Regions from separate parts of the Mus musculus genome. Here region 1 is linked to region 2. A link is a contact called in public promoter capture Hi-C data. All regions are on one chromosome and are shown on one strand. The core of a region is the stretch at or near the end of the contact, and the rest is flanking DNA. Distances in the headings are between cores, read along the strand shown. Region 1 holds the start of Camta1 (calmodulin binding transcription activator 1). Region 2 holds the start of Dnajc16 (DnaJ heat shock protein family (Hsp40) member C16).

What was found. Promoter capture Hi-C pulls out the DNA fragments that hold promoters and counts their contacts.
Region 1: a contact with region 2 is called in a promoter capture Hi-C map of pre-B cells. The contact joins the promoter of Camta1 here to the promoter of Dnajc16 in region 2. A contact is called at or near these places in 1 of 39 promoter capture datasets (pre-B cells) and 1 of 484 Hi-C or Micro-C datasets (B cells).

What each region holds. Positions count from the first base shown.
Region 1 is chr4:151,859,503-151,864,407 of GRCm38.p6, reverse strand. Camta1 (calmodulin binding transcription activator 1) reads left to right here and starts at 2,640. Exons shown (of 24, transcript NM_001081557.3): 1 at 2,640-2,783. The coding sequence starts at 2,739. All of the region lies in intron 2 of Gm42357 (a long non-coding RNA gene), which reads right to left. 9230110K08Rik (a long non-coding RNA gene) reads right to left here and starts at 2,664. Exons shown (of 2, transcript XR_390981.3): 1 at 1,551-2,664; 2 at 1,097-1,244.
Region 2 is chr4:141,787,463-141,792,155 of GRCm38.p6, reverse strand. It overlaps Dnajc16 (DnaJ heat shock protein family (Hsp40) member C16), which reads left to right and starts at 1,512. Exons shown (of 15, transcript NM_172338.2): 1 at 1,512-1,566; 2 at 3,083-3,267. The coding sequence starts at 3,101.

The sequences.
Region 1 (4,905 bases), core at 1,391-3,890, about 10 Mb before region 2:
TTTTAACTTTAATTATAAATGCAATGTAACTGTATTGTGGCTATATTATAGAAAAATAGAGACAGTTAGGTAATAGTCTCAACCTCCTAGATGCCATTTCTTAAACACATTGCGCCAGTCTTTTATAAAATGAAGCACGCATGCTCACTCTGTCTGTGTGTTGCTCTCCTTTGAGATAAATTTGCTTTGTAACTGGAGGAGATCTTGACTGTCTCTGACCCTTCTGCCTCCGGCTCCGGAGTGTTGGCGTTAGCAGCCTGTGCCACCATGCTTGGTTCATACGGTGGGTGGGTGGGGGATGGGATGTAAAACTTCGCCCATGCTAGTCACAACACTCTCCAGACTGAGCCACATCCTTAGCTCTCAAATGCAGTATTCTGTACCGTCATTCTGTTATATTTGTAAATGAACACCAAAAACTTGAATATCTCCCGGGCCTCCAGCAATAAGTGATTGTCCACTTCTGACAATTTATCTGTTAAACAGCCAACATTAGCACTTTGGGACGTGTCCACTTAAAAAAATACGTTATTATTTTTTTAACTATGTGTATGAATGAGGGATGTACAGGTATATGTGGTATATATGAGGGATGAGCACGGGTGGTTTAGAGCCGGAGCCCCTGGCAGTTCTGAGCTGTCCAGTGTGGGTGCTGGGAACGGGGCTGGGGTCCCCTGGGAAAGCCGATTGAGCCTCTCACTGTGGAGCCACCTCCCCAGCCTTCAGCGTTCATTTCTTTGTTGTAACAAACACAGTGATTAGTGAAGAACACCGTCACACACTGAGCAACCCCACACCCAATTTGGAGTTATTTCCTTAGAACAGATTCTCAGAAGTAAGATTACTAGGTCAAAAGATGTAGATATTTTTACGGCTTTTAATACATACTGTGAAATTGCTTTTTGAAAGAGTTATTCTAACTTACAACGCCACCAGCGTTTCCAGAGGCAGGTTTCCGCTCCCAAATCGTCTACACTAGTGCTATTAAGAATGCTAATCGATAAAATACTGTACCCTGGTTGTTAAAAATTTCGCCTTTTTTTTTGAGGCTCATAAAATTAAAGTTTGTTGAAGAATGAGTATACAATACAAAACATTCTTTTGGGACATCTTTATTTTTGGAACAACCTAAGCAATTCTCAACGGTGACCATCATAAGAAGACCACACGTTGTTAGGATTGGCACAGACTGGCTTTGACGATCAATCCTAACGCCAAAACACTCGATCGACTTTTCAGTGTTTCTGCTAGTAGCAAACGGAGAGAGAGAGAAAAAAATGTTGAGGAATCAAACAGTGCAAGTTTACAGAGAGGATCTGGAGCTCAGCTGCTTTTCATTAAAGTGCATTCTCCTTCCTTCCCTCCCGCTTCCCTTCAGTGCACCTGCAGAATCCCTGCATGGTGTTTGCCCTCCCTCTTCTCCTTCCCTTTTATTTTTCTATGTGCGGAATTCCTGCACTCTGCCCTTCCCCTCCCTCTCTCCTTCCATCCTTTCCTCTATTTTCTGGCCACGTTCAGAGCCCCTGATTTCTCTCGAGAAGGCGCAGTACTTTGCAGCTCTTCTGGCCCGGGCTTGTGTCTGCAGGGCGTGCGAATCTCTCCGGTGTGGACCTACAGGCAGGAGAGCTGCGCGGAGCTGCGGCTGGAACCCGACCGAAGCGCCGGGAGCCCGGGAGGGATTGGCTAGGCTAGCCGAGGTCGAGCGTTCCGAGCCCTAGATCCGCGGCTGCAGCCTGGGACAGGCACCTATGACTCATCGGCTCCGCCGGTCACATGGGCAACGTGACCAAAATAAAGTTTCAGTATTTTAAGCCGCTAGAAAAGGGGACAGAGGAGCGCAAGGCAGGCGGGAGCGTAGGGTGGCCGCGGGGACGCTGCGCCGGCCGAGGGGGCGGGGCTGAGGCCAGGAAGGGGCGGGATTTGGCCGAGGGGCGTGGTCTGCCGGGAGGTGCGCCCCTCCCCCGTGTCGGGCAGCGACGCCCCGACTCTCGGCTAAACGGTTCGGGAACGCTGTGAACCGGCACGCCTCGGTGCCTTACGTATCCCTCCGGCAGGGCCGCCCCCCGCCAGCGCCGCAGGCTGCGGGATCCCGGAGATCCCAGCGTGTCCTCCGAAGACACCGGGACCCCCACGCGCCAGCAGCGGCTTCCCCGGGAACGTCCTTCAGCTCCCGGAGCACGCGGGAAAAGCCCCAGCACACCAATGAGCGAGCGCCTTCCTCATGACGGTCACGCTGGGGGGCGGGGCTTCCCACAGCCGTTCCCGAGTTCCGGGAACCCCCTTTGATTGGTCTGGACGGCTTGGGAAACACTGTAGTGACGTCCAATCAAAACACCACGTCTCGGCCTCGAGGAAATATTCCGTGTCAGCCTCATCCTGATTGGGCCATCCTTTCGACCTCTGTCCACTAGGAAGCTTTGTTTAGGTCTGGAGGGCGGGTTTTCCCGGGAGTGGGTGGGGAGGGGGCGTTGATTCCAGGCCAATCACTTTAGTCGGTGCGGTGGTGATCAGCCAATGGACAGGGTGGATAGGACGCTCCTCCCGGAGAGTAGTGAGACCCCTGGTGCGGTCCGATTGGTCGCGGGAGCCGTGACTGGCAGACGCACCAACCAGTGGGCGCTGTGCGTGGGCCGCGGGGCGGGGCCAGGGCGGGTGCGCGGCGGCGGCGGGGTGGCTGGGCCGGCGGCGGCGGCGGTACGAGGCGCGCGCTCGGGGTCCCGGTCGCGAGGAGGAGGAGGATGTGGCGCGCGGAGGGGAAATGGCTGCCGAAAACAAGCCGGAAGGTGAGAGCCGGAGCGTGAGGGCCCGGGGCTGTCAGGGTGGCGGCGACACGGCGAGCCCGGGGCCGCGCCGGACATCCCGGGCATCGGCGGCGCGGGGCGCGAGCGCGGGGGCGCGGCGGGCGCGGGGAGGGCGCCGGCGGGGTGGGGGGGGCGGAGCGCGGCCGAGTCCTGAGGTGACTCGCGGGCCGGCCGAGCGGGGCGCCCCGCACCCAGCCCCGGGGGCGGCAGGCCGGGGCGGGGGGCGCGCGGGGCGGGGGCCGGGCCCAGCGAGGAGGAGGAGAAGCCGCGACGCCTCCCGCACCCGGCCCGGGGCATCCCCGCCGTGTCGGTCGGGGTGTCAGGGGGCCGCGGGGCGGAAAGTTTCCCGGGCCGCGGGGGCTCGCGGGCACCGGTGCCGGCGGCCGTAGCGGCGTCAGGGCCGGACGTTCCCCTCCACAGCCCCCCTCGGGCCGCGCGGCGCCTCCTAGCGCCGGCGTGGGGGGTGTCCCCGCGCGGGTCCCCGCCAGGGGGCCCCCCTCGTGCCGAGCGCCCCTCGGCCGAGGCCCCGGGCGACCCCTCCCCCAGCAGGGCCGGGGTCCTCGCGCGGCCTCCCCGCCCCTCACAGCATGCTCTTCCACACTTGCCCTTGCACCCTCACTACCGGGAGGGTGGGGTCTCCACACTGCCATGCCCTTTACCTTCCGTGACCCCGATCCTCTCCGAGCACTGAGGGTTCCGTGTCAGCCTGTCCCCTTTTTGAGGGGACTCTCGTGGGGCCGCGGAGCCTCTGCACGCTGGGTTAATCTTTTTTTTTTTTTTTGGCCAGGACAAGGGGACTCGGGGCTACCCATGTTCTTCCTTCTTAGCTCACCCAGTGGCTTGTGGGGCCCTGTGCAGCTCTGAAGTCATTTCTAAATAGGCAGGCAGACACTTCTTCCAGATCTGTACTCTTTCCGTACACTTTCCTGGGTTAGGGTGAGCTCATTTCCTGAACACCCTTCGAGTTGCCCTCTTTCTTGTTGGGAAAACCGGACGCTCCAATGCTCCTCTCCCTAGCTGTCTGCCTCTCTCCTTGGAGTTCCCTGTCTGGGCCAGGGTGGGCGCCCCAGTAAGATGTAGGGCAGGCAGGACTTCCGATGTGCCTACCACTTGAGTGTAAGGGACCTCAGTACTTGTTTCTTGCAGGAAAAGAAGGATCTATTGCTTCCCGTTCACTCTTGGATCTTAGGGGGCACCCTTCACCAGTTAACACTATCCCACTGGGAAAAGGGTCCAGTGCCCTTGAATTTGGTGTTCTGATTCCTGTCTTCTGAGCAGAAAGAACCAGACTTTATGCATCCCACTCTCAAGAAGTCTTTGAATCTTTCTTGGAAATAAACTTCCCAATTCTTCTTTTTTTTTTTTTTTTCTGAGAGAACTCAGACCCTCCTTATGGCTCCTGTTTCCCAGTCAGCCATATTTAGTGAGCCTGTTACCTTGACTTTCTCTAATTTTCTCAAATTGTATTCATGTTGGCTGGGTAAGGAGAAGCCATATGCCTTTCTATCCAGAATAGGGAGTGTAGACACCCTTGTCGCCCACATGCCATTTGAGAAGAGGTAGCTTGTGTGCTCCTTGTTGTACCAGAATCTTCCTTTGGCCCTGGTATGTCTCTAGTGGGATCAAAACATTTCTTTGGATCTTGCACCTTTCAAGCAAAGGGGCAATTTCTCTACTTTTTGCTGTTCTGGTTCTCTTTGACATCACGGAAATTGGGTGCTCGACACAGTTGTTGACACACACAGACCACTTTGTGCATATGTGCAATAGCATTCTATACATACCCAGAAGAAGTTAGAAGGGTCAGGTGGCAGCTCTATGGTCAGAGTGGGTGGAGTGTTAATTTGCCAGAATGTGTGTATCTGTACATACCTACCCATGTATGTTATTGGTGGCTTCAGGATTAGAAGAAGCCAAGGTGTCGTTGATAAAAGCAATGTCACACTACTCCTTCATTTGTCATTTGTATTGTACTGAATAAGCAGAAAGGCACTTCTCCCATGTGTGGAGTGCTTGCTGATGAATGCCCAGACTTTTCCATTTGGAATCTAGGGACAGTATTCTCAGCTTGATTCTGTGGGGAGTGAAAGTTCTTATCTTGATT
Region 2 (4,693 bases), core at 263-2,762:
TTAAATAACCTAGTTTCAGCTTGGTAAAAATAAACATGAGTGAGTGCAAATTGGTCTGCTGGTGCCAGTGCAGAAAATCAATCCAAAACACAGGTATAGTATAGGTCACTCGAGCAGCAAAGCCTTAGGCACAGACCAATATTCAGCTCTGCGACAGCGCATTCGCCTAGCATGCACGAGAGGCGGGGGGGGGGGGGGGGATGACGATGATAGGCTTTAGCTTCATTTTTTATTTATTTTGCAACTAACTATTCAAATATTTACTGGCAGCTTGTACAAACCAAGGTCTGTGCAGACAGTGATACAATGCTGAACAAGAAAAGTGTGAGACTCTACCTGCAGGAGCTTACCTGAAAGAGCTCTACCTGAAAGAGCCCAAAGAACAACGATATACACTAAATGTATAGAAGAGAGAGCCAGGCATGGTAGTGCAGACTTTTAATCCCGGCACTCTTTGAGGAGGCAGAGGCAGGCAGATCTCCTGAGTTTGAGACCACCCTGATTCACCTAGTAAGTTCCAGGCCAGCGAGGATTACACGGTGAGACCCTGTCTCAAAAGCAAACAACAAAAACAGCATGCTAGGTAAGTGTTTTAGAAACCGATTACATAAGAACTCACTCAACACGAGGCATGGAATAGAAAATACATCAAGAGCCCTTGGTCACGGGCGCAAAAAAAAAAAAAAAAAATGTCAGCCTTATTCACCACGCCCTCTTCCCTCGGTTCTTTTGTTTGTTTGTTTGTTTGTTTGTTTGCTTGTTTGTTTGTTTTTTCAAGACAGGGTTTCTCTGTACAGTCCTGGCTGTCCTGGAACTCACTTTGTAGACCAGGCTGGCCTCGAACTCAAATATCCACCTGCCTCTGCCTCCCAAGTGCTGGGATTAAAGGCGTGCGCAACCACGCCCGTCTTTCCCTCAGTTCTTGTCCAAATTCCAGTCTAGAACATCCTTGGGTTGATGTACTGAATTTGGAGCCTTGGATTCTAAGCTTCGGGCAAGTCTTTGGCCCTCTCCGAACTTCAGTATATGAAGAGGTTGAACTAGGAAGAATCCCTAAGGTCGCCTCAAACGCTGACGCTCTAGGATTCTATGAATAGGGTCAAAGTGAACTGGGACCAGCGACTGCGTCCCCGTCCTAGCAACAGTTGCTAGATGTGGGCCATCTTCTGGCAACCAGTGGAAACCCCTCCCCGGTTCCGGGAGGTCTTCCTGGTATCCCGTGATGCATAGCGACTCCGCCTCGCTAGAAGGCACGTTCTGGCCTCGCTAGTCAAGAGCAAGCTTTCAGACCCAGCCAGAGAGCGCTCTCCGTTCCTATAGCAACTGCGCCAGATCCAGGTGCCTACGGTGACCGTCAAGGCCAAAATAGGTTCATCGCGTGTGCGGCCTAAACCGGTCTGTGCGCGCGTCGCAGGCGTGGGGTCTTTAAGTGACACGTGACTGCCCCGGGCCTGGGCCCCGCCTCCTTCCCCTCCCCAGGTTCTCTGGTGTGGACTGGAAGCGCCGGCCCCGGCGGATTCACTGGAGCACGGACGCTGCGGCCGGTTGGGCCGGTGCCCTTTCCCGGTAACTCCTTCCCGGCTTGACGCGCGAGCGTGGCGGGGCCTTGCAAGCTGGGGGATCTCCCGTCAGATCCTCCGCGTCCTCAGCCCGCGCTGGGCCCCGGGGGGCCCCGGGAGCCGACAGGAACCGGGGCGGCGGGGGAGGGGGCCGCCTCCCGGAAGGTCGTAACCCGGGCGGGCGCCCGAGTCGGGACTTGGTCCTGCGGAGCGTCTGGGGAGCCTCCGCCGCCTGCGCTTGGGGACGCCGAGGGCTACCTGTTGGCCAGCGCGTCCCCAATCCTGTGGCCGGCCCCCTGGAGCTGGAGAACGTCAGCCAAAAATTGTCCCCACCTCACCCACTCCCGCAGCAGACACTTCACCCACCCTGCCTGTGGATTCTGCTTAGTAAACCCCTTACCCACTTTACTGTACCCCATCCCCATAAAGATCCTGCTAGGTGCTGGTGTTCAGTCACACCCTATCAGCAAGAACACAGGTTTAGGTCCTAGAATGGTGGTGGACAGCCCCCCACCCCCGCAATCTGATCCCCAATCTGGGTGAGTTTAGCCAGTACCTCAGAACAGGCTGTCTTAAAAGAGAAACAGGAACTGGCTTGCTTGTGGATTTTACTTAGCATGTGTGCAGTTCTAAACAGTGGTCAACTGTTTATAAAGACTCCCAAGCAGGGTTTATGGCTTGCACTTGTCAAAATCCACCCCCCCTGAGTAAGGTGTCAGCCACTGAACCTTACTAAACACTGTGAGGTCAAGATAAATGGACCCATGAAACCAGCATATGGTATAAAAGATCACAGCCCCCTGTGTGAGTGTGTGTATCTCCAGGTCCACGCTATCTCCTTATCAACCAGCCAGGATTATTCCAAAACCCACACTGAGTTCTACCCCTCAGCTGAGTTGTAGTTTAAAACATTTTAAAGCCGTGCCTATTCTTCTAGTCTTTCCTGTTCTCTTTAGATAAGAAACTGGATTCTTAATAATAGCAGACTTCTGAATATTAATGCACAGTTATTTTAAGGTGTTTTACTTTCATGTCTATTTAGTGTCCAGAAATGCCACAATGATCCTAGAATGTAATTTAGTACATGAGAAATCATGATGAGTTTGTGAGCTAATTTGACCCGTTCTCAGCTACTCTGAAGCCAATTATTTTAAGTTTATTGTTATGATAGATGAAATGGTGCATTTGAGATATCCTCTCCTGGATATCCTAGATATATTCTCAGAGTCACCACTTGTTTCAGAGCATTCATTTCCAGTAATTTTAAAAGGACTTTTCTAATCTATTAATCTATTATGACTTGTCTTTTTTTTTTTAATTCATAATAGTTCTTGTGTGTGATATTCAAAAATAGTGGTCTTTTTTGTTTTAAAGATAGGGTCAACTAGATTGACACATTCCCTCTTAAAAAAAAAAAATCTCGTGTTTAGCTCTCATTTGAACATCTTTATTCCCTACCTTAAGAAGCATGACCATTCAAGTTCCTGTCTCTTGAACTTAAAACTACCTCTTGATCATTTCAGCTCTGGGAAGGAAGAGAGATGGAATTGAAAAGGTTGGGCGTGTCCTGGCGATTCTTGATGGTTCTGGTTCTGATCCTGCAAAGCCTGTCTGCATTGGATTTTGACCCATACAGAGTCCTAGGGGTCAGCCGCACGGCCAGTCAGGCTGACATTAAAAAGGCATATAAGAAGCTCGCTCGGGAATGGTAGGTGAACCCAAGAACGGAAGTTTAACGTCCGCTAGGCAGTCAGCAGGTGGCTGAAGCCTCAATGAGGGTGACTTGTCTGTCTCTGCGTTGAGTGTATTTGTAGAACCGCCTAGAGTATTGAGGCTAGAGCAAATACGGAAGCAAGGCGGTGAGCGACGCTCCTGTGCTATGTAGAGGATTTCTGGTCCTTAAACATATTTTTCCTTTGTGTGTGAGGGAGTTCGTGTTTGTATGTTGGGGCAGGGGGAGGGTTTCTCTGGGTAGCTCTGGCTGTTCTGGAACTCACTTTGTATGTAGACCAGACTGACTTTGAACTCAGAGATTTGCCCATCTCTGCCTCCCAAGTGCTAAGATTAAAGGCGTGTGCGTCACCACCCAGCTCTTTTGACTTGGGTTTTTGGTTCTTTTGGTAATACTTTATTTTTAATGATGTGTATATCTCAAAGGAGACTGCTGAACACACTGGAGATGGAGTTACAGGGAGTCGGGAATTGCTTGATGTGGGTACTGGAACCAAACCTTGGTCCTCTGGAAGAACAGCAAGTGCTCTCTTAACCACCGAGCCATCTCTCCAGCCCCTAGAAAGCAATTCTTTATGAGTATAAATGCTACAGGGAACATAGAGTTTTATTCTCTAAGTCTCTAAGCTTTTAAAATGTTTAGAATACATACTTTTGCCCTCCAATTTAATAGATTCAAGAAGCAAGTGTATTAGTTTTTAAAGACACCTTAAGAGAATTACCAGAACTTTTTGAGGCTTAGCATGTAGCCCCCCTGGCCTAGAACTCACTATGTAGAGCAGACTGGCCCTGAACTCACAGAGATTCCCCTGCCTCTCCAGTGCTAGGAGTGCTCCTGAGAGCAGCCACAATGTCACCTGTGGTTATCAGGATTATAACTACTAGGGAACAGTAAGAGTTCAACTTACTTTAGGCAGACTTCTCCCAGGACAGCTTCAGACGAAGGCGGACAGGCATCAGAAGCTGCAGAGAGCGAGCGTAGCACGAAGACTGTTATTGAATTGAGTGACTGCTGCCCATTCACCTCCAGGTTCTGTGTATCTCATTGTACTCCTTTGACGAGCCCTTGAAAGAGATGTTTCAACCTGATTTACACATGGGAAGTCAGATGGCAGAGGTGGGCACCGCGCATTGCCCCTCACGCCCACAGTTCGTTCCCACACCCATCAGTCAGTTCCTGCTGGCACTTGACTTTGCAGTCAATGAGTACAAGTGAGCTGGTGAGTGCTTGAGCAAGAAGTAGTGTCAAGTAGGGCAGCCATAAAGTTGCCTCACGCAGAGAATCTGTAACCTTGCCTGGCTCTGGCTGACAATATTTTTCCTCAGTGAGCAGATTTAGCTTGATTTTAAACTAATTGTGGTAAAGGTAAAAGCTATGAAGAACGTTATGGATAATATTTGGG